Linked DNA regions of Mus musculus: all the other regions are linked to region 1. The links are chromatin contacts, called in public Hi-C, HiChIP or PLAC-seq and promoter capture Hi-C maps. All regions are on one chromosome and are shown on one strand. Each heading gives the region's core, a stretch centred on a gene start, on an enhancer-like site or on the middle of the called end of the contact. The rest is flanking DNA. Distances are from core to core; before and after follow the strand shown.

Region 1 (6,827 bases), core at 3,847-6,346:
GACAGGCATTATGTCAAGCTTTTGAGAATCAGTAACTAATTTAGCGCTAGGTGGTAGCCATTACTGTGTTTCTTTGCTGATGAGGAGACTGGAGTACCAGGACCCAAGTTCTTGCAGCCAATTAAGAGCAGCGGCAGGATGAAAATCCACATCACCAAGCTAGAGGAATGGCTATAAGAGTGTGCACTATAACCACCCTGCCACATGCTTTCTCTAAGAAGAAAAATTAGTCTTATATTCCTGGACTAAACCCAGAAAATGCCCCCACAAGGGTCTCTTATTCAACAATGTCATGGAATGAAAGAGAGCTTTTTTAAAAATGTGCTTCCTGTAGTTCCTGACACCACTCATGGCTATATTTTTGAGTATCCTCAGTGATGATGGTCTGAGCTATACATAAGGTAGAGGGGGAGTTCAGGGCAGAGGATTGCTTCCCCGTGTGACAGAAGTCTCAGGAGATCTCAGAGCTGGAGAAGGGGAGCTTCACTGTGTGTGCGCTCTCTCTCTCTCTCTCTCTCTCTCTCTCATTAGATATTTTCTTTATTTACATTTCAAATGTTATCCCCTTTCCTGGTTTTCCCTCCAAAAACCCCCATCCCATCCCCCCCACCCCCTGCTCACCAACCCACCCACTCCTGCTTCCCTGTCCTGGCATTTCCCTACACTGAGGCATCGAGCCTTCATAGGACCGAGGGCCTCTCCTCCCATTGATGTCCCACAAGGCCATCCTCTGCTACATATGCGGCTGGAGCCATGGGTCCCACCATGTGTACTCTTTGGTTGGTGGTTTAGTCCCTAGGAGCTCTAGGGGTACTGGTTGGTTCATATTGTTGTTCCTCCTATGGACTGCAAGCTCCTTCAGCCCTTTCTCGAGCCCCTCCACTGGGGACTTTGTGCTCAGTCCATTGGTTGGCTGAGAGCATCCACCTCTGTATTTGTCAGGCACTGTTGGAGCCTCTCAGGAGACAGCTATATCAGGCTCCTTTCAGCAAGCACTTGTTGGCATCCACAACAGTGTCTGGGTTTGGTGATTATATGTGGGATGGATCCCTAGGTGGGGCAGTCTCTGGATGGTCTTTCCTTCAGTCTCTGCTCCACACTTTGTATCTCCTTCCACAGGTATTTTGTTTCCCCTTCTAAGAGGGACCAGAGTATCCACACTTTGGTCTTCCTCCTTCTTGAGCTCATAAAACCAGATACACTGAAACTAATAGAAAAGAAAGTGGGGAAGAGCCTTGAGCACATGGGCACAGGGGGAAATTTTCTGAACAGAACATCAATGGCTTATGCTCTAAGGTCAAGCATTGACAAATGGGACCTCATAAAATTGTAGAGCTTCTGTAAAGCAAAGGGCATTGTTAATTGGACAAAACCAACAATTTTGGAAAAGATCTTTACCAATCCTACATCAGATAGAGGGCTAATATCCTATATATACAAAGAACTCCAGAAGTTAGACTCCAGAGAAACAAATAACCCTACTAAAAATAGGATAAAGAGCTAAACAAAGAATTCTCACCTGAGGAATACCGAATGGCTGAGAAGCACCTAAAGAAATGTTCATCATCCTTAATCATCAGGGAAATGCAAATCAAAACAACCCTGAGATTCCTCCTCACACCAGTCAGAATGGCTAAGATCAAAAACTCAGGTGACAGCAGATGCTGGAGAGGATGTGGAGAAAGAGGAACACTCCTCCATTGCTGGTGGGATTGCAAGCCTGTACAACCACTCTGGAAATCAGTCTGGCGGTTCTTCAGAAAAGTGGACATAGTACTACCTGAGGACTCAGCTATACCACTCCTGAGCATATACCTAGAAGATGCTCCAACATGTAATAAGGACACATGCTCCACTATGTTCATAGCAGCTTTATTTATAATAGCCAGAAGCTGGAAAGAACCCAGATGTCCCTCAACAGAGGAATGGATACAGAAAATGTGGTACATTTATATAATGGAGGACTACTCAGCTATTAAAAACAATGAATTCATGAAATTCTTAGGCAAGTGGATGGGACTAGGAAATATCCTGAGTGAGTTAACCTAGTCACAGAAGAACACACATGGTATGCACTCACTGATAAGTGGATATTAGCCCAGAAGCTCAGAATATCCAAGATACAATTCGCAGACCACTGTGTTCTCTGATCTGTTTGTGTCAATACCATCCTGGCAAAGACAAGGACTTGGTCGGGGGAAGCCTGCAAGAGAGACATTTCAATTGCTTGAAGTCTTTCTCCTAACCTACCACAAGACACAAGGCAGGAGTGATTAGAGGAGAGAGAGAGAGAGAGAGAGAGAGAGAGAGAGAGAGAGAGAGAGAGAGAGAGACTGGTGTGGGCTTAAGCCCAACCTTGGGCTGGTTTGTCTGGGCTCCAGACTTGGTTTTGGGCAGCTTTGTGACTCTGGGTGGGGAGGGTTTATCTCCCTGAATGCCACAGCTCTTTTATGTAAAACTGTCCAGGAGGGTGCACCAGCCCATCTCCACAGTCTTTTGCTACTCTCACATTCCCCATGTCTATGATTCTGTGATTAAGTCCCTGGAAGGTTTAAGTACTGATAAAAGTGCCATTAAGTTCTGTAGACTCAGTAGTGGCAGCTGTCTGTTACCTAAGATACCTGGTCCGCTGGGGGTTGGGAGGTCAGAGGCAGGCTGTGAGGACAGGAAGGCTTCCTGCCTGACAGCTTTTGACACTATCATGGAGGGAGAGCCACCTGTGCTGTGCATGATAATTGAGTTTCCTTTGATTTCTGGGCCCCAGCATACCGAAGCCAACCATGAAAGACACTTTCCCAGCAAGAGGACCTTCTGCCGTAAGTTCCCCAGGCAAGTGACTGGAAATAACGGAGACAGGACTGAGTGGGTCACAAGCACTGAGACTTGGAAGACACCAATTTGTGGGGATGAACTGGTTGTCCCGAAGGCCTTCTGTCGATCATTCCCTGACCTGAGGTCAGACTCACAGAAAGAGGGAAAACCATTAAGGCAGCTGGGGCTGGCTCTTGCTCTCCAGTCTTAGCAAAGAATAGGTGATTATTTCTCCCACAGGGGCTGGTTGTTCACCTACCTGCGGGCCCCAGGCTGGAAGTTTAGAGTCTGTGACTGCTGGGATGCACATTGCCTATTGCTCATGTTTCTGCTCTCCCAGCCTGCTCTCTGTGGAGCATCAGAAGCACGTGGGACAAAGAAGACAAGGAACTAATCAGATAAAAAAAAATTCTTCAGATTGTGGTCTAACTCTTGTTCACGGATCAAGTTCTTCTGGTTGTTGTTTGAGGAACCCAGGCAACAGAGACAGTCAAAACAGAGTTTTTATCCCCAGCAAAGTGACAGCTCATTATAAAATCCTAACGCTGAGTCCAAGAGGCAGCGGTGAGAGAGATCCCATCTAAACTCATTTACAGAGACCCTATAACATGCGGGGCTTCAGTTAAGGTCTTTCAGCCTCCTCATGGGAACAGGTCTGGGTATTGTCCATGGTTCATAGGGAGTGTGGACAAGTCATTCATTTTCTTTCTGCAAAACAATATTTTAAAAAAATTATTATCATTAATAATAATAATACTTATTTACTTTACATCTCACTCACTGCCCCCTTCCTGGTCACACCCTCCCATCATCCCTCCCCAACCCCTTCCCTTCTCTGAGCTGGTGAGGGCCTCTTGGGTAACCCCTACCCTGGCACATCAAGTGCCTTTGAGGCTAAGTGCATCCTCTCTCACTGAAGCCAGACAAGGTAGCCTAGCTAGAACATATCCAGGCACAGGCAACAGCTTTTGGGATACCTCAAACTCCAGTTGTTCAGGACCCACATGAAGAGCAAGCTGCACAACTGTTACATATGTGTGGGGAGGCCTAGGTCCAGCCTGTGTATATTCTGTGGTTGGTGGTTCAGTCTCTTGAGAGCCCCAGGGGTCCAGGTTAGCTGACTCTGTTGGTCTACTTGTGGAGTTCCTATCCCCTCAGGGGTGGCAATCCTTTCTCCTATTCTATAAGATTCTCCCAAGCTCCATCTGCTGTTTAGCTGTGGGTGTCTGTATCTGTCTGAGTCAGCTGCTGGGTGGAGCCTCTCAGAGGATAGCTGTGCTAGACTCCTGTCTCTGCACACCAACTTTTAAAACTGCAATATGTCTCACTGTCTATAATGCAGCAGGCAAGCAGAAGGTACTTAGTAGGAAGCCAGGTGACCATGGACAGATTCTGAGTATCTTTGTGTTCTGGGGAACAATATTGACAGGGGTCCTTAGCTACTCTTGCATCCTTGGAATCCAAGTCAGTCTGGCATACAGTGGGTGCTCACTTTATATGATCCAGGGTGTTCTTGGTACTGAACTCCCAAGAGCATTTATGAATTACAAAACCAATAAACGGCAAACCAGGAGAAAAAAATAAAAACACTGTAAGTAATGTAAATAGGAGGTAATAGACTTGCTTAGCTGAGCAAGAGCAAGAGAAATACACCGTATGTAAAGAAACAGAACACTTATGTGATATAAAAAATATTAAAAAGACAAACTGAAATATTACTCTGTTCATGTTCAGAAGGCAGAGAAACAACTTTCAGGAGGCCGGGGGGACAGTGACAATAAAGAACGAAGATGAATCTTCTCTTAATGTCCTAAAAGAAGCAGATCAGATGAGCTTGGTGTAGATGTAGTGGTCCTAGGATTAAAAACAAGAAGACACATGAGTCACTTGTATTTGGGCTCCCCCTTAAGCAACTTTTGGGAAAGAAGAAATTAAATGGGGCACGGTGTAATATCTGTACATGTTCCCTCACCCAAGGCAGTGGCAGAGAAAGACAGTTAAAATCTGGGCTTCCTAACTTATCCAGTCACACTTTACACTGGAAGCCCATCTCCCTAAAGTCCTTCTCCGTCAAAATGTCTCAAAGGTCCCATCAACATCAATGGCTGGTCCCCAGCGAGTGGGGGGTGGGGAGTGGGGTTGGGGGGGAGGGGGAGGGGGCGGAGGGGGGATGATGGGTTAACAGGAGGTGTGGTAGCTGCTTTCCGAGATGCCTTGGAAGGTGCGAGTCCAGGAGGTAGCAGTAGAGGGCGCTGGGACCCCGGCCTGGGCCCGCCTCTGCCATTGGTCCGGGCTGGGGCGCTGGGTTGTGGAGTTGGTGGAAAGTGACAAGTTGGGCGAGAAGAGAGATCGTGGAGAGCTGGAGGAGCCTCGGCTTAGTGAGCCCCGAGACCGCAGCTCCAGGCACTGGGCACGCTCTTCTGCAGTCGGAGCCGGAGACACACGGTTCGCAAGAGCGACACAGAGAGCCTAGGACTGAACAGCCGGCTGAGTCAGGGCTGCTGCGGAGTACCGACCGGGAGGAGCCGCGCTCCCAGGTCCAGGGCGGCAGAGCGGAGACGAGGGAGCAGGTCAGAGGGACAAAGAGTTTTGCAAAGGCCCCCCGGTGTCCTGCGAGTGCCTGCGGCAGGACGAAGTGACCCGGAGCCCTGGGCGAACCCGTGGATGTTCTGCGCGCCGCCAGGGAGCCGCCAGCACCGCCACGAGAGGAGGAATGCACCGGCCGCGCCGCCGCGGGACGCGCCCGCCACCGCTGGCGCTGCTGGCCGCGCTGCTGCTGGCCGCACGCGGGGCTGATGCCCAAGGTAAGCAGCGCCCGCGCCCGGGTTCCACCGTCCGCCCCCCCCCAGAGCTGAGTGCCCGGTGAGCGCCTCGCCGGTCCCGGAGCTGGTCATTCGACCGCCGCCTGCACGGGCCGCCCGAGGGAGGCCATCCAGGACTCTCTCTGAAGCTCGGCTGCGGGCTGGGCTCTGGAGGACTGGTCGTAGGCATCCAGCTGTGGTTGTCAGTGCTGACAGGAAGTGTAGAAGAACTTTGGAGGTGGTGTGTGTGTATGTGTGTGTGTGTGTATGTATGTTGGGGGAGATGCTGATCCTTTGCCTATCTCTTTCTGGATTCCTACCGCACCCCAACTGGGGTCCAGTTTATCTACTTCTCTATCCCAGAAAGAGTTTGTATTTTCAGTGGCGCCTCCGACAGAGCCCAGGCGGTCCGCGAACCCATACAAACAAAAGCCCTGTACTCCCAGGACTCCCTTGTCCTTGCGTCTTCTCTGTTTGGTGTTCGGAGCCTCCTGCCCTCTAGAGGGTCATCCTGCAGACCAAAACCTTTGCTCTTCCGCTGCCACTTTGTGCAGTTAGAGGCGGCCTGCTGCTCCAAAATACTCTGGACTCCGGGGTGCACGTGTGCAAGTGTGTGTGTGTGTGTGTGTGTGTGTGTGTGTGTGTGTGTCGAGGTGGAAGAAATAGAGGTCATCTAATGCATACTTGATTTTGGTCATCTCCAGAGACAATCGCTACAGTTAGAGAAAGCCTCCACCGGCAGCCGGAGCGTCTTAGTTCCCTGCGGGAAGCTTGGATCCTCGCTGGGTCTGAGCCTGCACACAATGAGAGGGAAGAGCCCGCTGCGCCTGTGGAGACAACCAATTCATTCTTTGGAAGTTAGAGGGGGAAAGTTGATTAAAGTCTCTGGGGGTCTTGGGCCTCACTTTTAACATGCATCCCTTGAGGGGGTGTTGGAGCCCCTGAACTCTTCCCGCCCCCACTTCCAGCCCCCAGCCTCTCTAGATAAACAGAAATATTTACCATTCATATCTTTACCATTCATCTGTAAGCCAGTTAGGGAAGAGTCTAGTTTACTGAACAGCTGGGGAAAAGAACCACTCACTGAATGACTGCTGAATTAGTTTCTACTAAAAGTTAGGGGTGACTTTCTTGGTACAAAGCTCTCAGCAAGGAAGCTGGGTGCGGATTTTGATCTCCTGGAGGTGACTCTGGGATGGGAGCAGCGCTCACCCA
Region 2 (7,730 bases), core at 1,478-3,977, 260 kb after region 1:
AAGAAGCCCAGTTCTTTTACAGCCTGTGTTCCTGCTCTGCCACACCCAGCGCGGCATAGAGACTGGGAAGGTGAAAGTGAGGGGGATGTTGTTAACAGGGGCCAATGTCAATATGTTTGTGGCGAGGGCAGGGCGAGGGCCTGAAAGTCTGATGGTGACAAGAGCGCACATTAGTGTTTGAAATAGGACTTAATCCTAGTTCAAACAAACAGCATTGTCGGATCCCCTAGGCCTGCCAAGGAATAGGGCCAGGGTTATTTGCATCTCTCCTACCATGAATCTTGGGGGTGTGGCACTGTATTTGTGACCTAGCATCAAATGTCCTCTTGTGGATGGAGTAGTTTGGTGTGTGGTATCCACCAGGGAGTCAGAAATGAGCCAAGCCCAGATCTCAGATGGCTACTGTCTGACTTCCACTGAAAGTCCAGGCTGTCCCAAATGCAAACTCAGAAGACAACTTCACAGAGTATTCCTGCTGAAGAAGCAGCATTAGCAACACTTCAAGAAACCATGGAATTAAAGAGCCCATGCTCTTCACACTAACCTCACCAGCTTATATGTGCCTTCTTCCCAAATCCAGAAGCTGCAGATCACGTCCCCCTCAGCCATACACCCATATGATTCAATGTCCTTCCTGTAGGTAACTAACTGTGTGTTCAAGGTTTGTAAAGCTTTCTGGGCTAAGACAGCAGCAGAACAGGGGAATGACAAGAAAATACTATTTGCATGGAGTCTCCACCAGTCAGGTTCCCAAAGCCCTCCTCTGATGGTCCTTCTCTCTCCACTACCCTGTGCTGTTCTCATTCTCTTTATGGGAAATAGACTTGTGATGCTTGCAAGGCACAGGAGACACTCCACAAGCCCTGTGTGGAAATTCTCTGCCAGTAAGTTGAAACAAAACTGGATCTTTATCAACACTGATCCCTAAGAACTGGACTTGCTGAGTCTATTCACTCCCACCTCCTAGTCCCCCCCCCTCCCCGAATGTTTCCATTGGAAATTCTCCACTTCAGTGGGAGTGCTTGGCTTAAATGAAAATGCTTGGCTCAGGGCGGGGGCGGGGGATGCTTGGCTTGGTGGGAATGCTGGGCTTAATGGGAGTGCTTGGCTCAGTACTCTTGAAGACATTTAGCACTCGCCTCACAATTAAGACATCGCAACTCCACAAAATGTTTCATAAAAGTTCAATGCAATTAGATCATCTGAAGATGGATTAGCCTGCCATCTGCACAACATTAAGAAAGATCACATTGGCAAATGACAGGACTTCTTTGAAAAGATCTGAGGGAAAGCCTCTGATGAGCTCTCTCCAGTGGGTTCCCCCATCCCCAGTGGGTTAACAGGGCATGCAGGAATGGTAGACATTCTTTTGGATGAAATGCTGTGTCAGAGTGGTGAGCTTTCCCTGTAGCCCCACTCCAAGGCTGGGCGTCCTTCACTAGAGGTCAGCATAAAAGGAGTTCTGTTGCTGCTCCATGGTTCTCAATAGAGTTACAGCCTGCAGCCTGACCAGCACAGAGACGATAGAGTCCAGTGCAAGGAACTGGACTCAGGAAGGTGAAGGAAACCAACCTATGCTTGTTTGTTCGTTGGCTGGCCTGACTCTGGTTTTGGTCTTTTGCTATTGGTGTGGTTGAGTTGTTTTGCAGTTTGAGAGATTAGACCCTGCCTTGCACATGCTAGACAAATTACCACTGAGCACATCTCCAGCATTCATTCTTCTTTGAATAAGAATAGCTTGCCTTTCTTTCAAAGGGAAACTGCTACATGGCCACTCTTAGACAAAAAGAGTTGCTACTTGACCAAGCCGGCCCCTGCGGTATACACGAGGATCAGCATTTGCCCCTAAGCTACTAGACTGTTCATTTACAGGAACCCATAAACCCCTGTACTCTATACATCCACATTCAACTTTTTTAGGAACTGCCAGATAAAACTACAAACTACAAAACAACTCAACCACACCAATAGCTAGCCAGGTAAGTCTAAACATCTTCATCCAGGGATTTCAAAGCCTCTGAGGTGTGCCTTACATCATTTCCTTAACTAGTTGTGAGATGGAGGTTAAAGGGGCAGAAGCAGATGTGTGGGCTTCCTGATAAAGGCTGGACTTGAACTGGGTTCTAAGATAGAGGGGATTAGGTGAGGCATGCAGTATCCCTCACAGTGATGATTCACAATTCCAATCCCACACTCAGGAGATGAGTCAAAAGGGGTGTGTGTTTGAAGCCAGTCTAGGCTACATAGATTATGTCTCAAAAAAAAAAAAAAGTAATAATAATAAATAATAATGGCAAAAGCCTTGGGAGAGCTGGTTGCCTCTTGTGTAGACTAGAAATGGGGGATGCTTTAGGAAATGATGTAGGGCACACCTCAGAGGCTTTGAAATCCCTGAATGGAGATGTTTAGACTTACCTGGCCAGTTATGGACAGGGTTAGTTAGGAAAGTCCACAACAGGTCATGCTGCCTCTGCAGGCTGATACATACCATCATTCTTTGCTTCTGTTACAAAGACTAGATTAGGCAGAGGTAGGAGAGAGTCCCCTGAAAGCAGCTGTGCCCTTTGTGTGACAACAGGAGAGTTATCTGGCCTCTCAGGACTGAGGGTTTTTTGTTTGGTTTGTTTGTTTTTTTTGTTTTTTGTCTTCTTCCAGACAGTAGGTGGCTGTGGCTAAGCTCTGTGTTTGTCTTGTATGTGGGTTGGAAGGACAGTCCCTGGCATGTGGTAATAGTAGAGGTGGTATCTGCCAAGTTTTTGTCAGTGTCCCAGGGCACTGTACTAAGCACCCAGCATGGCTAATTTCATTTCATGCTCCCAGTAGCCAGAACTTTCTGAAATGCTTGGAGACTCTGACTTGGGGACATACTTTCTGTGTCTGATCAAACAATAAACCTTGTGGTACAATTAGAGCCAAGCACATTCTCTGAATGTTTGAGTTCTAGTTGGGAAACCCATCCCTCCTTCCTCCCTCTTCTCTGTTAACCACCCTCTTCCCCAGTTAAGTTCCCTCCCAGTTGCCCTTCTGCCCTTCCTAGAGCCTATGTCTTCTGAGTCCCCTCTCTAGAGTTCCTTCTCCCCTCATCTACCATGACCCCTTTCTATTTTCCTGGATTCTGTGATTACTTCAGGTTATAAACTCACATTCAAAGTCTCAGAGCGAGGATTCACAAATTAGAGAGAACATGCCGTATGTGTCTTTTTGACTCGGGGTTCCCTCACTCTGAATATTTTTTTAGCCTGTTTTCTAGTTCTGTTTATGATTTTCTCTAGGAGTTTCAACTTTCCCATTTCATGGAAGTTGAGGTCTTTGCTCAACTCTCACCGACTTTTTGTGAAGGGTGATAGATATGGGCCTAATTTTATTCCTTTTCATGTGAACACCCAACCTTCCTGTCACCATTTGTTGAAGGTGCTGTCTTTTCCCCTGTGTACATTTTGGCATCTTTGTCAAATATCAGATGATCTAATTTAGTGCACTCTTAATTTATCCCATTGATCTCCATGGCTGTTTTGTGCCAGACTCACATTATTTTTATTGCTATACCTCTATACTATCTATAGCTTGGAATCTGATATGGAAATATCTCAGGCAAATTTTGGGGGATTTCTTGGGGTGGGGGCATAGACAGTTAGTACCTCCAACATTCATGTGCAGGAAAAGACTTTCTGAATAGAACTGCATTTGCTCAGAGACTAAGGTCAAACTGACAAACTGGACCTCATAAAACTAAAGAGCTTCTGTAGAGCAAGGAATCAGCCCATCCAGGGGCCACGAAGTCCACAGAGTGGGAGAGTATCTTCCATATGAATTTCTTTCCTATTTTTGTCATGGGAATTGTTATTGGGGTAATTTACATTGAACCTATAAATTGCTTTTGATGAGATGTTCGTTTTCACAATATTAATTCTGTCTATCCATGGGATGTCTTTAATCATTCATACTTGCAAACATTTAGAGAATAAATTACAAGGTTTAAAAACTGTGCCTATGTCTTCTACCTCGATGCCAGTATGTTTTCCTTCTGCAGGGGCTGGCAGTGCCTGCCACCCCACTCATTAGCTCACCACTGTCACCCCACTCATTAGCTCGCCATGAAGAGAAGTTCCTTTAACTTTTTTCACAGCCTTCGTTTTTCCAGCCCTTTTGGTGGGATGCTGACAGAAGCATCTTCACCGACTTCCATTTTAAGACTGAGGTGGGATTACTCATGCTCTATGAAGCACACAGATACGGTGTGCACTCAACAGAGGCTGGTACAGAACAATGTATTCTAGGACCATCCTCATGCATTCTCACATGGCTACAGTAACTGACCAGGTAGAACCTCTTCCTTGCTTCCTTTCCATTGGGTATTTAGATTCTTTTTTTTTTTTTTTCTAAATTCACTATCTATCTCTCATTTACCAATATTCGTGTTCTCCTAAAATGGCTTTCCCAAATCATCTTGTTGGGTTGTTTTCTAAAGAAACATTTGTAGCTGATACCACCTTTGCCCTCTCATGCTTGTGGTTCTGAGAGCTGGTTCCCATGCATCGGTCTGTCTGGATTCCTATTATGGTTCTACACACATCTTCCTGGAAAATGGGAAGAATGCATGACAATGTCAGCAAAGACCTGTGACAAACCATGGATATGATAGTCTGGTAGATTGCCAAAAGAAATTATCACTGTTCTTTTTCGTGTGTGTGTGTGTGTGTGTGTGTGTGTGTGTGTGTGCCCTCTGTGCCTTAGTTCAGGCCTCTTCCTTCCAGTGATTTCATTTTGGGTCTCCCTGCCATCTGGGACTCCCTGCCCTTTGCCATGTAGAACCCCTGCTCATTGTGGCTGGAAATGATGTCCCTTGTGTCACTGGATCTTATCTCGTGGGGTAGCTAGGACCCTGCAGAGCTATTTGAATTGTCTATCTGTTTCAAATCAAAGCCCCAGTCTTTTGTTTGGGACTTAGAGTAAGAGTTCCCAGAGTTCTTTGAAATTGGACACTCTTGAACACACCTGGAGACACCAGTGAGCCAGCCCACAGGTTCCCTGGTTGACAGACACACAAAGCTCAGGGCAAAGGTGAGCTTTTCGTTTCTTCTCCGGGTCCTTCAATTCCTTTGAAATCTCTATGATTGTCCCCTTCATGGATCATTCAAACAGCTGCAGGAAATCCTCAAGCTGTGTTCTCTCCAGATAAGCATCCAGGTCAAAGGGAAGACTTCAACATGCCTTCTTGAGGAAGAAGCCTGCTTAAGTTTAGAGGAAGACATGGAGACGAAGGTGCCACTCAGGCATGTGTGTGCTACTTTGAGTAGTTGCCCATACTGATGCCCTCTGAAAGGTTCAGACTTCAAGAGAACATGGAGGCAGTGCAAAAAGCCTGTATGTTATATCTCAGAAATCCTATGGTTAGTTATTTAGTTACTTTCCCAAAAGGAGGAGCGTAGTTCACAGGGTGAGTGCTTGCTGCAAGGCTCAGGCTCAATCCCTGGCACCAAAGCAATGAGAAGCAGTGTAGAATGTTCTAAGAGTAACACATTTCTTTGTCTTTGCCTCAAATTACATCATGAAAGTTCAATTTTTCATCCTCATGCCACTTAGAAGCATCACTAGTTATGATTTGATATATGTTAATTTTTCCAATTTTTAATTTATTATTATCATTTTATTTATTATTATAATATAGAATGTGGATGATGTGCAAATGTGTCACTGTGCCAGAAGACAACTTTGTGACATCTGTTCCCTCTCTCCCCCTATATTTGGGATCTGGGGCTCAAACTCAAGTCCTCAGGCTTGAGAAGCAAGCACGTCACCTCCTAAGCCATCGTGTTGGCCCTATGCCGCCTATTTTTGAGGGAACAGTGGTTACCTTATATTCTGAAACAGTAGGGAAATAGTTTAGACTGAGCTTTAGTGGATCATTTTAAAAGCTTGAGTTGATTATTTACAAGGAATATGGTAAAAAGCAAGTTCAATTACCTGAGCCTCTGTCCGTGGTTTATAAAACAGGAATAATATATCTACCCTAGAGGATTGTCATAAGATACAAAAGAGCCCATAGCATGGCAACATGGTACCTGACACACAACACAACAAGACAAGTATTTCTCCCCCAATAAAACTGCAAATGTTAGTATGGGGAAGGGGAGCAGGATTATAACCGATATAAGATGTAAAGTTAGTTAAAAGACCGGTCCACAGCCCCTTTGGTTTATCATTGTTGAGTAACCAATTGCAAGTCTATCATGAGAATGAAATGCACGCTACAGGTTACAATACATCTCTGCTTCATAACGCTGGGGCAGCATTCTTGAGCTCCACCTGGCTTAACAAATCCCTTCCCCCTCTTCTTGTATGACTGTTGCAACCCCGGGCCCTGAGGGCAGTGGTAGAGATGAGCCTGCCACGGACTAAAGCTGCCTGCAAGCCCTCTGATGCTCGCCCAGGGGCCTGCTCTGTGAGTAGCAGCATCAATGGTGCCTTTGTTCCACCTGCAGTGTCTGGCCCACAGCTGAACCCAAGCCGCTGGCTCTGTGGGGTAAGCTTGACCCAAGAAGGCAATCAGTGCCAAGCTGAGCTCCCCACCCCTTCCCCCACCTGGCTCCAGCACAATGGTTCTCTCCACCGGGGAAATGTCTTGGGGAATACCCATGGCTCTCCCTTGGGCATTCTAGGTCATTTCCAGTTTCATGAAGAGAAATGGCTTGAAATGCAGTATCATTGCCAAAAAAGGGCAGAGCCACCGGTGTAGAATTGTAAGTTCCTTTCTAATTAATTACAAGACACAAGTGTCTCTGTGTTTCTGGAGTCATGGGATCATGCATAAGACCCTGAGTTCCCACTCGGTGTAGAAACATATAGATGAAGAGAAGTGTTCCATGTCCTTAGCTCCTGTGGGCTTGTGAAGGAACTGATACCTGCTATGACAAACAACACATTTCCACACGGGGAAAGAAATGTTGCCTAAGAAACTAATAGTTCTAATAGCTGCAATATAAAGGGCCATGCAGTGAGCTCTGCACTTGATGCTGTGTGTGTGTGTGTGTGTGTGTGTGTGTGTTTGTGTGGGTGTGTATGTGTGGGTGTATGGGTGTATATACATGTATATGTTCATGTGTGAGTGCTTTTAATATGCACACAAATGTGCACATATATGAATGTAAATGACAGAACAGAGGTCCATACTGGACATCTTCCTCTGTCTCCCTCTACTTTCTTTGAGACAGGGTCTCTCACTGAAGCTGAAGCTCCCTGACTGGGCATGCCTAGCTGGGTCCTACCAGGCCACCGATAAGCCACATATTTCCTTCTGTCTGAACCTCCCTATGTTAGGATTACAGACAAGCACCACTGGGCTCTTCAACATATATGAAATTGGCCTGATTCTCTTCCTTCATCTTCCAGGAAAGCCATGCTAAGAAAATAGCACCTGGTACTATACAAAGAAATAAGATATTTCCAACTGGATGAGGTAGGTAGACCCCAAAGAGCAAAAGGAACATATGACAATAATGATACCAGTGACACTTTCAAATGTGTCCACAGCAGAGCTAAGATGTGAAAGGGCACTATGCCAATAGCAGTGACTTGAAGGCAAGGTGGCCATGTTTGTTGATTGGTTTTTAAAATGCACAACCTACCCCTGTTGATAAGCTATCATATAGGGACAGTAGCCAGGAGCAATGATACAAGACAGAGAGTGACTTGTAGAGACAACCCCTTATCCCCATCCTACTGGAGAAAAT
Region 3 (6,621 bases), core at 2,504-5,003, 490 kb after region 1:
CTTCTGCCTTTTATGCTCATCAGGAAGACAGCTCTGTACTTTTCTTTTTTTGCGGTGATCACTTGAACTCAGAAATCTGCCTGTCTCTGCCTCCTAAGTGCCAGGCTTAAAGGTGTGAGCCACAGATTACATTGTTCTCCTGGAATGAGTTGGATAGTGTCCTTTCCTTTGCTATACTGTAGAGCAGCCTGAAAACTACCTGTTTGTATTAGGTCTTCTATGAAAGTTTTATAGAATTCGGCAAGAAATCTATACAGTTTGGACTTATTTTTCAAAGAAGACTTAAAATTACTGACACATTTTCTTCTGCTTAGATTGTTTATATCTCTACCTCTCATTTTAAGTCATATGTATTCAGAAATTTATTCATTTCTTTTAGACTTTCCAATTTCTTGGAACTTAACTTTTTATTCTATTCACTGAAAATCTTCTGAATTTTGCCAGAGTCTGTTCTAATGTCTCATTTATCATTTCTAATTAATTGATTTGAGTTTTCTCTTTATCTTGGTTAGTTTGACTAGGAATCAATTGATCTTATCAATCATTTCAACGAATTAACTCTTTTTCTGTCTCACTTATTCATTGTGTTTTCACTCTGCCTCATTAATTTCTGGTTTTTATTATTTCTTGACATTTACTAATTTGAGTTTGGATTCTTTTTTCTTTTCTAGAGATTAAGAATAGGTTATTTATTGGAGAGCACTCTGGTCATGTGTAACTATAAAATTTCCTCTTAGGATTTCCTTGGCCATATCCTAATTTTTCTCATCTATTCTCATTTTCTTTTTACTCTAAGAATTTCCTCATTTAGTCCCTGATTTCCTCAATAACTCATTTCCTAAATGATAATGTTATTTCAAATGGGTAGTATTGGTTGGGTCAGTGAAATGGCTCAGAGGGTAAAAGCGCTTGCTGCCTGAGGTGATGCAGCCCTGACAGCCTGGTTCACTCCCCAGAACTCATGCAAAGGTGGGAGGAGAGAACTGGCACCATAAACGTATCCTCTGGCCTCCATATGCATGCTGGGATACACGTACCCAGCAACACACACACACAGTAAAGCACACACTAAAATGATAAGCAAAATTTAATTTTAAAAATTGTATTGTTGTGCTGGGGTAATGGCTCATGGATAAAGTGTTTGCCATCCAACTGTGAGGACCAGAGTTCAGCTACCCAGAACCCAAAAAAAAATCTGACCAGGCATGGTGTCCGCCAGTAACCACAGCACTTGGGAGATGAAGACAGGGAGGCTTGAAGTAAGTCGACTAGCTAGACTAGCCAGAGTTGGAAAGTTCCAGATTCAGTGAACCCTGATTCAGTAAATAAAGAGAAATCCAGGTCACCTTACAGCAACTTCAAGCTCCTACCTGTGCATGCTCTTACACACGTACACTTGTATTCATACATGTACAAATGCACATGCAGATGCATCACACATGATGCTCTCGTAAAGATAAGTGTGTCGTTTGATTTCCAAGCATCTATACGTTTTCTGAGGTTTACTAACTTTATTGGGTTTTGGTTTTGTTCTTGTTTGTTTGTTTATTTGTTGTTTTTTTATGCTTTGGGCTTTTGTAATTTCTCAATTCCTTTTTGTTCTTGGTCAAATTATTAGCAAGGGTTGAAGTATATGAGGAAATATATGTACTTTCTGCCAAGCCTAAGGGCCTGAGTTCCATCCCTTAAAGACTATGTAATAGGGGAAAGACGAGTCCTGATAATTGTTCTCTGACCTCCACAAGTTCTCTGTAGCATGCAGGTATGTATGTGCACACATGTGCTTGCGTGTGTGCCTGCACACACACACACACACACATACACCAATGTAATTTAAAATTTCTGCCACACTATTCTTCATTTACCTCTGCGGCTTCCTCTGAGTTCAGCTCACTCTTGTTTTCAGTTTGTTTCAAGCAATGCTTGTTTGGGAGGGGTCCTCGAGTTAGGTTCTCACTGTTTGATCTACTTGCATAGACTTAACTTCACCCTCTTGCAACTGGGAGTACAGGTGCATCCCACCGTGCTAGGCTTAACTTACTCCCCCAGCCCCAATTCCTTACACTGGAAGCTGATACCTAAACTGAAGACTTTTCCCCAAACCCAAGAATTTAATCCAACAGACTTATTATCTTTAATCCAAAAATCCTGCCTACTCTCCTCCGCTCCCTGCAAAGTGAGAGCCAACATGCAAACAATTTCCGGTTTTAGGGTATTTCAGATTTCAGAATGTCTTGGATTTGGGGGTTCCTGGTTAGGCCATACTGAAGTTGTAATGGCTAAGCAAGCATTCTGAGACACTTCTGGACTCCACATTTTTGGAAAGGAGACCAACCCTGAGTAAAGTCCCCCTCAGTTCCTCTTGCTTCCCTGGCAATCCAAGGAACTGTTATGTTTCAAATTTTCACTAAAACTAAAAGAGGCCTAATTTTGTTTGTATTCTTTGATCCATGTATTATTTAGAAGTTGTTTTTAGTAAATATTTGGAGATTGCCCAGAGATCTTTCTGCTTTTGATTTCTAAAATAATTCCATGTGGAACGAGAATGTTTCCTAAAATATCATAAGAGTTCTTTCATTACCAAGCTATGGCTATATTTTCTATTTTTAGCTGCCAATGGAAAAATATGTCAAAAATACATGCAAGCTGAAATAGAAACATTTAGAAACAAAACAGTTCTAGTTTGAGAGAATTTCTTACTCTTTACCCCACAGGCAACAGCAGGGGTTGCTGGTGGGGGATTCCAAATTTGGAGTCTGACATCAAGAGCCAGTCACATGCTTGCAAACTGTGGCCAGGGGATAGGAGTTAACCCACTTTCACACTGGTTTCTCTAGTCCAGCAGGATAGGCAATAATGAATGACACCTCAGTTGTTAAGGCTGCTGAGAAGACCAAAAAAAAAAAAATGCACAAATGCATTATAAAATACTAAAAGCAGCGGCGCAGACCTGCAGTGAGCCTTGTGCATTTCATAAAAGAAGTTGTACTTCTGATAATTCATCTGATAGACTATGATAGAAAAATCAGTTTCCAGAGACCTGAATTCAAACCCATCAGCTACACGGATGGCTTTGAAGAGCATCCATACATAGCACTTTGAGATGCATTTTGGTGGGAGATTTTTCTTAAATCTGCCCCTGGGGTGTGACAAGCCATTTAGTTAGGACACCTATCGCTGGAAGGGATCTCTTCGCCTTCACCACATGAGGCGAATCTGAAGCTCAAGTCTACACGAGTGTGAGTTCCAGTTTTGTGACTCACAGACTTCCGAGAAGAGAGTAGGAGAGAAGATGGGAAACTTAACTTCTAAACATCCCCCCAAAAACAGTGGTATCGGTATCACTACAGCCTAAGACAGCTTTAGAAAATCTGCCTTATTGTTCCTACTCCTCTCTCCCTGAAGGTGGCGCCCGTTAGCCGCTGTGCCCGTGCTCAGGCTCTGAGGTTCCCAGAAGCCAAGCACTTTGAAAGGCTGGCAGAAACCAAGAGCATTTATGAGTGGGACCGCTGTGCTTCCCTAGGGAAGACGTTTCCACACCGCGGGAAAGGCTTTCTAAGAGGAAATTACTCTAGCTTAACGATAGTGCTGCTCGGTAAAGTCAGAGCCAACCTGGAGAAGTCAGTCAATCCTGCCTGTCAGATGCCAGAGCCCCTGTGATCCTGCTCAATGACTTCCAGTGCCTAATGCCCGCCCTGGGAGGAGGGGGCGGGAGTGCCCTAGGTACCAACAAGAAAGCTCCCGAGCCTGATCTCCACCCAGAGCGCCTTTGCCTCCTTCTCATTACAGGTTGGGAGACTCTGAGAACACTGACAGTTCTTTTCCCTTCCTTGTCCCTTCCCCTCCCCACCCCCCTTCTCCTCTCCCTCCCTATTACCTTTCCTTTTATTCCCTTCCCTTCTTTCCCATCCCCTCCCTGTCTCTCTTCTCCCTCCCCAGGGGAAAGAAGGAGGAGGGAGAGACGCTCAAATCTTGTACTAAACAGTTCCATAGCTTAACCACCCTTCCAAACCTGTGTTCTTTCCGACTAATCTGATATCCAGATGCCAAAGCAAAGCCCACGTGGTTTGAGGTTTTTATCAGGCACGCAAAGAAAAGCTAGCTCTTGTTTGCTGCACACTGCTCTGCAGAAGAGCTGCAGGCCCCTTTTTGCTTTTATTTGTGGCCTCAAAGTCCAGACCCTCTCCCCTGTTCTTCGTCTTATTTTTGAGTTCTAGAGACCACACTGGAATCCAAACGGAAAGCGATCCCCCTAAAAGCCAAGGATAATTAAATTTACTAATTGAATTTTGTTTCAACAAATACAATTACAACATGCAATATCATCTCCTGGGGCTTTTTACATGTCTCAGGGAGGAGCCCTTGGTAACAGTGCTCCCCTGATAGAGAAAAGGGCTTTCTGCAGAGGAGAAACGGTGTGTCCCAGGCAGGTGTGCTCACAAGCCACTAGCCATTTCTAAGGGAACCTACACACTTAATATTGTCCTGGCTAACTCTACATGTGACAGACAGTTACGTTACAGCAATCTAAAATAAACCCAATGTCAATAGGGAAGGTTATTAAAAGGATATATTTACTTTAATGTTCACCAAGGTTTTAATATCTATGGATCCCCATATTATATGACTGATAGGAACACACACACACACACACACACACACACGCATAGGCACAGAGAGAGAGAGAGAGAGAGAGAGAGAGAGAGAGAGAGAGAGAGAGAGAGAGAGGTAGCAGTCCAAAAGAGGCTTAAAGAGACAGAGATTCATTTTCCTCTCAAAATCAGAAGCTCCAGGTCGCTCCTGCTCCTCTCTTGCTCCCTTGCTTTTCCCTCCCCCTTCCTCCTCCCCATTCTCTTTCCCCCTCTCTCTCCACGTGCTCATGGCCAACCTCTATTCTCTGTGTCTCTCAACTACCCTCTTAACTCCCCTCCCCATGCACTGAATAAACTCTATTCTATACTACAGAAGAAGAAGAGGAAGAGGAAGAGGAAGAGGAAGAGGAAGAGGAAGAGGAAGAGGAAGAGGAAGAAGAAGAAGAAGAAGAAGAAGAAGAAGAAGAAGAAGAAGAAGAAGAAGAAGAAGAAGAAGAAAGAGGAGGAGGAGGAAGAGGATAAGGAAGAGGAAGAAGCAGCTGCTCTGGGTCAGGTGGGGCTGGCCCCACAAAGCTGGTGGTGGGTTGACACTACCAAGGGCCAAGCTTGCTTCTTTTCCACACTTCTGTATGTGGAGTGCTGCCTTTTGTTCCAGTGCCTTTCTCAACAGGGCTGCAAGAGCTCCAGACTTTACCTCTGTTCAAGACTGAGGGGCTAAGAAAGCAGAAAGGATGATGATATTGGTTCCTATTTCCATTTAAAGCAACAGGCTACCGTAAGATGTATTCAACGCTAGAGAGCAAACTTTCCAGGAAATGTCGGCTTCTCTGTTCATCCATTCAGATATTTACTTATTGTGATTCAGGGGGTAGTTTACACCCTCTGCGCTAAAGCAAGGCTATGCATTCAAGGCTAGCCTGAGCAAATTAGTGAGGCCCTATCTCAAAATAGTAAGGAAAAGAGAAGGCTGGGGATGTCATGTGCTTACCTAGCATAACGCAATACCCAGTACCACCTAAAATAAATACATGTTTAATACATGTTCTCTCTCTCTCTCTCTCTCTCTCTCTCTCTCTCTCTCTCTCTCTCTCTCTCTCTCTGTGTGTGTGTGTGTGTGTGTGTGTGTGTGTGTGTTAGTGTTTCCATTTTTTTTTTTAAATCTTAAAGTTCTGGACATTTACACTTCAGTTAGGAGACTGAATATCTTGGACAGCCTAGGGCAGAGGGCTTTAACATCTCCTAAGAAATTGATATGAGTGGTCCTAAAGCAAGGTTCTAAGTCACATTTTCAGTCCAAGAATGGCTCAGAACACAGGAACTGTAGAATGGCTGGGCCTATTCTGATCCAGAGTTGCCTGTATTCTATGGAGGTTTGGAAACACCTCCTAAACTAGAATAGCAGACTAAATCACTGAGGGATGGACTGCAGAAGCTGCTGGTTTAAGACCAAAATCCAACCTGACCTGGCATTCTGGGAGTTGTAGTTCTTGGAAAATAACAAAGCCATAAACTGGCCAAATGGTTTTGTCCTTTAAAAAAGCCCCTATGACTCATGTCTCAATACCACTCATGGAGAATTCCAGAGGGTGGTCTTAACCAAAGTCTATTCTGGTCAGTATTTAATTAAAGTTTGGCTCAAATTTGGCTCAAAATGGTGGAACTGATTTATCTCTTGCAAATCGAAGGATTAATACTAGGACTGGCTGAGTCCAGTGGTCCCAGACAGTAATGGCTGTGTCCAGGAAAAGCTGCCATCTAAAATTCAAGAGGTGGAGCTAGGCTCCAAAGAGCACTGTGCTCCATGGACTAGAGCAGTTGGCTCCTCATCTATGGGAGTAAACAGGGCGCCGTGAGACTGGAACCTGGTAGAGAGGAGCCATCATTCAAGACTGTGCCCGATTATAAAAGTTGAGCCCCAGGACTCTGTGAAGACTGCTGCTGTGCCTCAGTGTCCAAGGGCTCCAGGTGTGCATCTCAGCTGGAGCCTCCCAGCAGCTAGGGTCATTGCCACTGTTCAATAAAAGACTGG
Region 4 (6,802 bases), core at 3,788-6,287, 340 kb after region 1:
TACTGAGATTTAGTGTCTATATATTTGGACCCATCTCTTTTGCTAGTTATCAAAGCCCTCCTGTGGTCTGGCTGCTGTTTTTGAACACCTGTCCTTTCCAGGTGTCACATTATTTAGCAACAAACTGTTCTTGATAACTTTCCCAGTCAGGGGCGGGAGATATGGGTCAGCACTTAAGAATATATGCTGCTCTTACAGAGGAACTGGCTTCAATTCCTAGCACCCACATGGCATCTCATAACCACTGATAACTCTAGTTCCAGAGCAGCCAATGCCTTCCCACCTAGTCTCACCATCCTACTGAGACAGCTTCTGAGTCCCACTGATGGTGTGACTTAATGAATGTCCCCTCCAAGTCCCCATCCTCTTGAATGTCACAGAAGCACCTGGCAGTCTTAACCACACCTTTAGATCCTTTCCCCTGGCCTTTTCTCCTGTCTCCTTCCTTTCATGTCTCTTTCTTCACTTCCCTGGGGGAAACATCTATTTTCTATTTTCTCTGTCTCGTTCCATTCTCTGGTGGGCCTGTAGCTGCCCCTGGGTAAAACAACTTATCAACGTGGAAGGACCAATCTCAAGCTTTAAAGTTCATCCGGCACCCCAGAGTTCCCATGGTCTGTGCCTAACTGTCCTAAATACACACACACACACACACACACACACACACACACACACACCAACCCCAGTGTATTGCTAGGAGGTAGCATGATAGTCTTCAAAGAGCTGGGATTTAAGAGGTAGAAAGATTGGATTACAGATCTTGGCTCCATTATCTACTGGCATGAGATCTTAAACAAATCACTTACTCAACACTTCTCTGAACCTTTATTTTCTCACCTGTGAAGAAGGAAAGATAAAAATAGTACTTAAGAATGTTTCTGACACTTTGAGGTAGAGTGTCTGGCACCTTGCAGATAGAAGTAGCTAGAAATTCCTATTATTTTTGGTTCCAGTGATAACTACAAACTTGTCTGAAGCCAGCTGCTCTGAATAGGGCAGTGTGGGTTTAGAAGAAAACAAAAAGATGAAGCAAGCCCCCAGCACAACTGGGAAGAAACAGAGGCAACAGAATCCGAGTTAAGACATAGACCTAACTCTTTGGACAGCTGGGCGGTATAAATTCCTGCCTCACTCCCATAATGCATTAGGGCATCCACCCCTCATCTCAGCTGGAGAGCCTCATTCAGAAACTGTTTCAGAGGAATGAGCCCCATCAACAGGGACCATGAAAGGACTGACTAGTGTACTTCATCACTGTGTGTGACTGTGGTATTTCCACAGACTTTGTATAATTTCCTTGCGAAGAAACTCTCATTTGAGTCTAAGTTTGGGTGGGAAAAGAAAATGAAGCTTGAGATTAGAATTTTCCCAAAGTCCCACAGCCAGCAGGAAAAGCCAAACCTCCAAGCCAAGTCTATATGTGTCTAGGGCTCAAAGACTTCCTCTTTTCATCCACTGTCTTAATTTTCATGTTTGTTGACACTCATGAGCCCATAAGACCACAGAATGATCAACCTGGTATCAAAATTCATAACTGGAGATCAGTAATTAGATTAGTGACTGGAGATCAAAAGCAGAGGCTGCAGAGTGGCGTGGTAGTTAGGAGTGTGTACTGCTCTTGCAGTAGAGAGGGGTTCAGTCCCTTGCACCTATATTATGTAGTTCATAGCTTCCTGAAACTCCAATCCAGAGGATTAGACATCCTCTTCTGAACACAAGTACCTGCACTCATATGCCCTCATGCATATATACACATACACACATCCCTATTCTTAAAAAAAGAAAATACTGACATTTGTTTGTTGCATTTCTGAGTAGAAAAGAAGTTTTACCATAGGCACTCTAAAGAAACTCCCCCAGAATCAATACCAGTCACTACCAAATACTTACATGATTAGACAGTTACACTGCAGAGAAAAGAAAGATGTTTAAATTAAGTCCCTTTCAGAGAGATACAGATCTAATGTGGCAAAGTCTGGGTTCAACCTCCCGCTAGAATTTGATTGTATTAGCCAGAAGCCTCTTAGTTCATCTGTAGGCTTTGAACCTGTCCATAATCTTCCCAAAGGCTGGCATCTGAGCTCTTAGGATGTAGTCATATCTGTTTTATCAGTGGAGTTTATTGTTTCACAAACCTAACATTGTTTACCTAAGAACCAAGAAAGCATGAGGGGAAGAAGGTAAGCTCTGAAGGTAAGCAGAGTACACTTGCTAAGGCACCTTCCATTTAAATGTTCCCCCAGGATCTTGTGCTCATTCAGTCAAAGGTGCCATCCCTAGGTTCTGTTCACGTACCCAGTAATCAACAGAACAGTGTAATAAGGCTAAGTTCATAGACCAGAACCTTCTCCAGCTTTGAACATTCCACTTGCCTGCCAGTAGTCGCCATGGTTTAAAGATGGAGACCCTTTCAGGCCTCAAAGGAAAATCGCCACCACCCTTTTCCAGAAAAGTGCTCGAACTTCGGGATCAGACTTACCTGGGTTTGAACTTTGGCTCCATCATGTAAGGGTTGTGCTAACTGCTGAGAGTCTTACTGTATCATTCATGAAATGGAGAAATCATAGGGTGAGCCCTAGAGTACTATGATAAGGGTTAGGTCCAGTTTTGGAAAAAAAAAAAAAAAAAGCACTTATGACAGAAAGACAAGGAGGTATGGTAGAGTAATTGGGAAAGGATATCTGAAGTCTGAATTGAGACTCCACTAGCCATCGACTCAGGCCCTGGAGCCTCGTCAGCCATTATTACCCTCTTGATGTTTGGCACATGGCTAGAATTCAATATGTAACTTCTATAGGCTGAGATTATGACATTAATGTAGGGCTATGTTTCTTCTAACACACAAGTCACTATGTAAACTCTGGCTATTCAAGAGTATTAGTATCTATGTTAACATAGGACTCATTATATTAATGTAAACTAGACCAGTTCTGTGGCAAGATATAACCAGTCAATAAATACATCTTAAGTAACTGGGTTTATACTGAAGGCATAGCTCAACTATATCAAGAACCTTGAATCTCATTAATACCACAAGGCATATCAATATATTATAGCACAGAACATGAGCCAGGAGCTATTCACTGGTCAGTAACTTTCCAAAGCATCTTTCTATGCACCTTGCTTGGGTCAGAATTGCTCTAACACGTGCACTGTCTAGGCAGTTCTTATGCTTGCTTAGTGGAGATGTGCTGGTTGGTACCTGAGAGTCAGAAAGGAATCTGTCTCCAAGGCAAGGAGATCTCAGAGAAAACTGCTGCCAAAGAGGGTATGTCCCTCTTCCTACATCCCACTATCAAAACTACACCTCTCATTTTGGTAGGGCCAGAGACTGTTCCATCACTCTTAAGATAGGCAAGCACAAATGACATGGTGTGGAAACCTCTGCCCTTGCAAGTGCTTGGGTTTCAGTACAATCTGCTTCTCAACAAAACAAAACAAAACAAAACAAAACAAAACAAAACAAAACAAGCACCATGGGATTGCAGTTAGCCTGGTCGTCAAAGCATGAGAAGGGGCTTTGCTTTGGGTGACAGGGAAGGCAGGGGCTGCAGAGAGAAGCTTTGGGTAAGCACGTGGATATGAACTTCAGCTGTCCATTAGTACCCACTCTTGGAGCCCCCTTCCTGTCTGGGGCTGCCTTCTGCTCCCATACTACACTGTAGCTCTGTCCAGTGCAGAGAAGTGCAAAGTCTCAAAGCAAGCTTCGTATTATAGATGGAGAGGACCACATAGAATCTTACCTCACTTCTTAGGGTAATCTAGTCACCTATGCAAAAGGAGGAAGAGAAAGCAAGCTATCATCTCACCTGCCCTGCCTGAAGACCATTTCAATCCAATTCTCACCTGAGGTGAAACTTTCCCAAGGGAGAAAGATATAGTCACTGAGATGACTCTTGATACCCATCTGTGCCCATCTCTATATGAAAAATAGCTTTAAAACTCTGTCCATGGCTCACCAGTTCCGTATCACACGTTAGAAGACAGGAAAGGGGGCACCCCTACTTACTGCTCATCCTTCAGTCAAAAGGTCACCACCATCATTATCCTGGTCTCAGGATCCGTGTCTTAGCCAGACCTAGACCAGACACGTACCAGACTTAAATGCTCTTCTCTTTCTTGTCTGCAAAGAACTCATTGCCACCACAGTCCAGTGGCTGTCTATAAATGACTGGGAGAAGAAGCCCTATCAGACCCTGGCCAATGTATCAACTTCTGCATCAACTTTTCCCCTCCCCCTCCATCAAAAATTATATAATTTTTAAAGCTGAACTGAGGCAGATGTGTGTTTACTTTGAGAAGCAAAAATGTTAACATTTAAACTGAAAGCCTGTTTCGGTTTTAAGGTACTTAATTGCCTTACAGCATATAATAAACGCAGCCCATCTTGTCATTTAACTAATGGAGGGAATGATGGAGAGATAGGAGCCCAGGACCCTGTTCTTTCCAGGGTGCCTTTGTACTTAGTTTACTTTGGCACTGTGCCTCGTGTGTATTTTACACTTCTTTACATTTTGTACATCCCTGTATGACAAATACTTGTCAAACAAAAACTAAACAGATTTATAACCCCTTAACTTGAAATGAGCCAAAATTGAACTGCCAAAACTTTATGACTTCATTTTCTTTCATAGTCTTCCACTGCATTGGTTCAAACAGACAAACCCCACTTGAGGTCAAGCCGAGGTCATTTCACTTTCATTACTAAAATATAATTTACAATATGCCAGACCTAAACAAGTTTAGCCTAAAGGGTTTGTATAATATAAACCATCTGTTCCTTAACAATACAGCTAATTTCCTGCCATCTCCGAGCAGTCTACTGACGGCTTCTTTTAAGGGGTTTTATGATTTTTTAACTAGTTTAGGATTTATGTAAAATTTGAAAATGGGTCCGTAGTTAAGATTCATTTGTACCAAGTAATTTGAGCATTTTTTAAAATGCAAATCGCTGCGTAAATGGCTCCCCTGAAACCAAGCTTAGAGTGGGTGTTTCTGGCCATTTTCTAGGCTAGCTGCCGCACAGGTGTTACAAAGGAAAGTGTTGCTGAACTCAGCCAGTTTAGGGATTACCCTACTCCTTCCCAGAGCAAACACTCAAAGCTGGTTTAGGGTGACTCTAGTAAACCCTTCCTTAGGTAAGTTAGAGAAAATACACTTAGCTACATGCCTGCCTAGCTTACCTCTGTTGATGAGATATGACAAGATGCAACTGGGTCAAAATGTAGCCTTGTATGTGTATGACTAACTGTTTGCAACACCCTAGAGTACAGGCCATTATTCCCAACTCCCAGTAAGTCTCAGAGACCTGCTCAGTCTCCCTGGCCACCACTCTGCCTGGCCTTGCTGGCCAAAGCTTCAGAATGGCTGTCCTGAACATACTCTATTTCTTCTTTCACCCTTCTTCACTTATGAAATAACAGAACAGAGTTCTTGCAAAGGTGAATGGGAGAGAAGGAATTAACTTAGGGGGGGAGTGGAGGGGCAGCTCCAAAGACTGGATGCAGATGGGGGATTAGGGAGGGTGACCAGCCAGGCCATTGCCACGGTCCTGGTCACCCCTTTCCTTCCTTTTCCCAGAAATTTGGCCTGCTCTTCTCTCTGCCCAACCCAATCTCTGCCTCCACCTACACATCCTAGAAAGAGGAGCAGGCTGGCAACTCCGCATCTCAGGTGCTGCCAAGATGCAAAGGAGTTCTCCATCAATTTGAAGAAAACTTTTTAAAAGAAGCTCAATGACTATATCAGAAGATAGAAAGTCTAGCAGAAGATAGAACGCATATAAAAATAATAATAATAAAGGGAATTACAAGGACTCTGTAGAACTAATTAAGGCTGTATGCAGATCTAAATCACTCACAAATTTTAATCTACTTCTGGGTGGCAGTAGAGAAGTTAAAAGAAAAAAAATATCAAGGTCATGCAGGCCTGTGGTAAGTCAGTTAATATTGGTTAAGTGCTGTTCGGGAAGTAACTAGTACTAGTAGAAAACAGCAGACCCAAGATGCAAACTCCAAAAGACAGGGCTTTTGCTTGCATTCAAAACTCACTAAATCATACTTTTTCCGCCACGGGTTAACTTGAAAGATGTGTAGAAGAGGGTACTCTGGTTCTGAGAGTCCATTAATTTATGTTCTGATTCTCCTTTTCCTGAGACTTTAGTGTTCAATCTCTTACCCTTCTCTATCACCAAGACTGGAAATCCTGTTCAGGACTAAAGGTAATTAACACAGACTATGCCGTGGAAGAGGTCAGCGTGTCTGTCTGAGCCCCTTAGGTTATTTTATTACCATCAGCTATCATCAGAACCCTCCCCTCAGCGGCATGCAGGACGGACTCGGCTTGGGTTACTCTTACCAGAAAAACTCATATCATCCATGCTATGACAAAGAGAGGCAGTTTAATTGGTTGCATTTCTCATAGCCACACCTTCTCTCTCATAGGAAATCCTTCGGTTCCCACCAAATCACACCCTAGAGGCTGTGGATGGAGCAAGGTGTTAGTGTGGGTTTAGCATGCATGAGGCCCTAGATTTAGTCAACAGAACCAAAAAAAAGCAGAAAGAAACAATCTAGACCAGTGTTTCTCAACCATGAGAAAACATATTTCTGATGGTCTTAGGAGCCAAGACACTGCTCAGTAGCAAAAGTAATTCATTTCCACCTGTTATATCAATGGCTCTCAACCTGTTAGGCGCCACTCCTTTTGTTGTACAAAGGCCCATTCACAGGGGTCACCTAAGACCATCAGAAAACACAAATATTTACATTATGATTCATTAACAGTAGCAACATTGCAAATA

The links. Promoter capture Hi-C pulls out the DNA fragments that hold promoters and counts their contacts. Hi-C and Micro-C count contacts between places; a contact is called where the count stands out from the background. HiChIP or PLAC-seq counts read pairs in DNA pulled down with a chosen protein or histone mark.
Region 2: a contact with region 1 is called in a Hi-C map of muscle stem cells, with 2.8 times the contacts expected there. The contact joins the enhancer-like site here to the promoter of Ror1 in region 1. A contact is called at or near these places in 7 of 39 promoter capture datasets (3T3-L1-derived adipocytes, cranial neural crest, frontonasal cranial neural crest and 4 more), 1 of 15 datasets of contacts at CTCF or cohesin (the NIH/3T3 cell line), 5 of 484 Hi-C or Micro-C datasets (the HL-1 cell line, cortical neurons, liver and 2 more), 13 of 115 datasets of contacts at active chromatin or transcription factors (craniofacial prominence, differentiating embryonic stem cells, embryonic basal ganglia and 9 more) and 2 of 9 other capture datasets (embryonic stem cells and liver).
Region 3: a promoter capture Hi-C map of hippocampal neurons shows a contact between it and region 1, with 2.6 times the contacts expected there. The contact joins the enhancer-like site here to the promoter of Ror1 in region 1. A contact is called at or near these places in 6 of 39 promoter capture datasets (embryonic stem cells, hippocampal neurons, liver and 2 more), 1 of 15 datasets of contacts at CTCF or cohesin (the NIH/3T3 cell line) and 2 of 115 datasets of contacts at active chromatin or transcription factors (neural tube and stem cell-derived neural progenitor cells).
Region 4: a contact with region 1 is called in an H3K4me3 HiChIP or PLAC-seq map of embryonic limb bud, with 4 times the contacts expected there. The contact joins the enhancer-like site here to the promoter of Ror1 in region 1. A contact is called at or near these places in 11 of 39 promoter capture datasets (the HPC-7 cell line, HPC-7-derived erythroid cells, cranial neural crest and 6 more), 1 of 15 datasets of contacts at CTCF or cohesin (the NIH/3T3 cell line), 8 of 115 datasets of contacts at active chromatin or transcription factors (cardiomyocytes, craniofacial prominence, embryonic basal ganglia and 5 more) and 2 of 9 other capture datasets (embryonic stem cells and macrophages).

The regions. Positions count from the first base shown.
Region 1 is chr4:100,090,695-100,097,521 of GRCm38.p6, forward strand. It overlaps Ror1 (receptor tyrosine kinase-like orphan receptor 1), which reads left to right and starts at 5,097. Exons shown (of 9, transcript NM_013845.5): 1 at 5,097-5,615. The coding sequence starts at 5,525. It overlaps Gm35701 (a long non-coding RNA gene), which reads right to left and starts at 4,949. Exons shown (of 3, transcript XR_376465.2): 1 at 4,784-4,949; 2 at 4,531-4,665; 3 at 2,063-3,519.
Region 2 is chr4:100,349,259-100,356,988 of GRCm38.p6, forward strand. All of the region lies in intron 4 of Ror1 (receptor tyrosine kinase-like orphan receptor 1), which reads left to right. Among named protein-coding and RNA genes, the nearest start is that of Gm35760, 40 kb to the right of the region's middle. Within about 2 kb of position 2,728, at least 23 of the 459 cell types and tissues checked have an H3K27ac peak or open chromatin away from gene starts, as enhancers often do. A contact at or near this core is called in hepatocytes, liver and muscle stem cells, where this site is marked.
Region 3 is chr4:100,584,993-100,591,613 of GRCm38.p6, forward strand. No RefSeq gene overlaps it. Among named protein-coding and RNA genes, the nearest start is that of Ube2uos, 60 kb to the left of the region's middle. Within about 2 kb of position 3,754, at least 61 of the 459 cell types and tissues checked have an H3K27ac peak or open chromatin away from gene starts, as enhancers often do. A contact at or near this core is called in hippocampal neurons and neural tube, where this site is marked.
Region 4 is chr4:100,431,299-100,438,100 of GRCm38.p6, forward strand. The region is part of intron 8 of Ror1 (receptor tyrosine kinase-like orphan receptor 1); the gene reads left to right. Among named protein-coding and RNA genes, the nearest start is that of Gm35760, 41 kb to the left of the region's middle. Within about 2 kb of position 5,038, at least 4 of the 459 cell types and tissues checked have an H3K27ac peak or open chromatin away from gene starts, as enhancers often do. A contact at or near this core is called in embryonic limb bud, where this site is marked.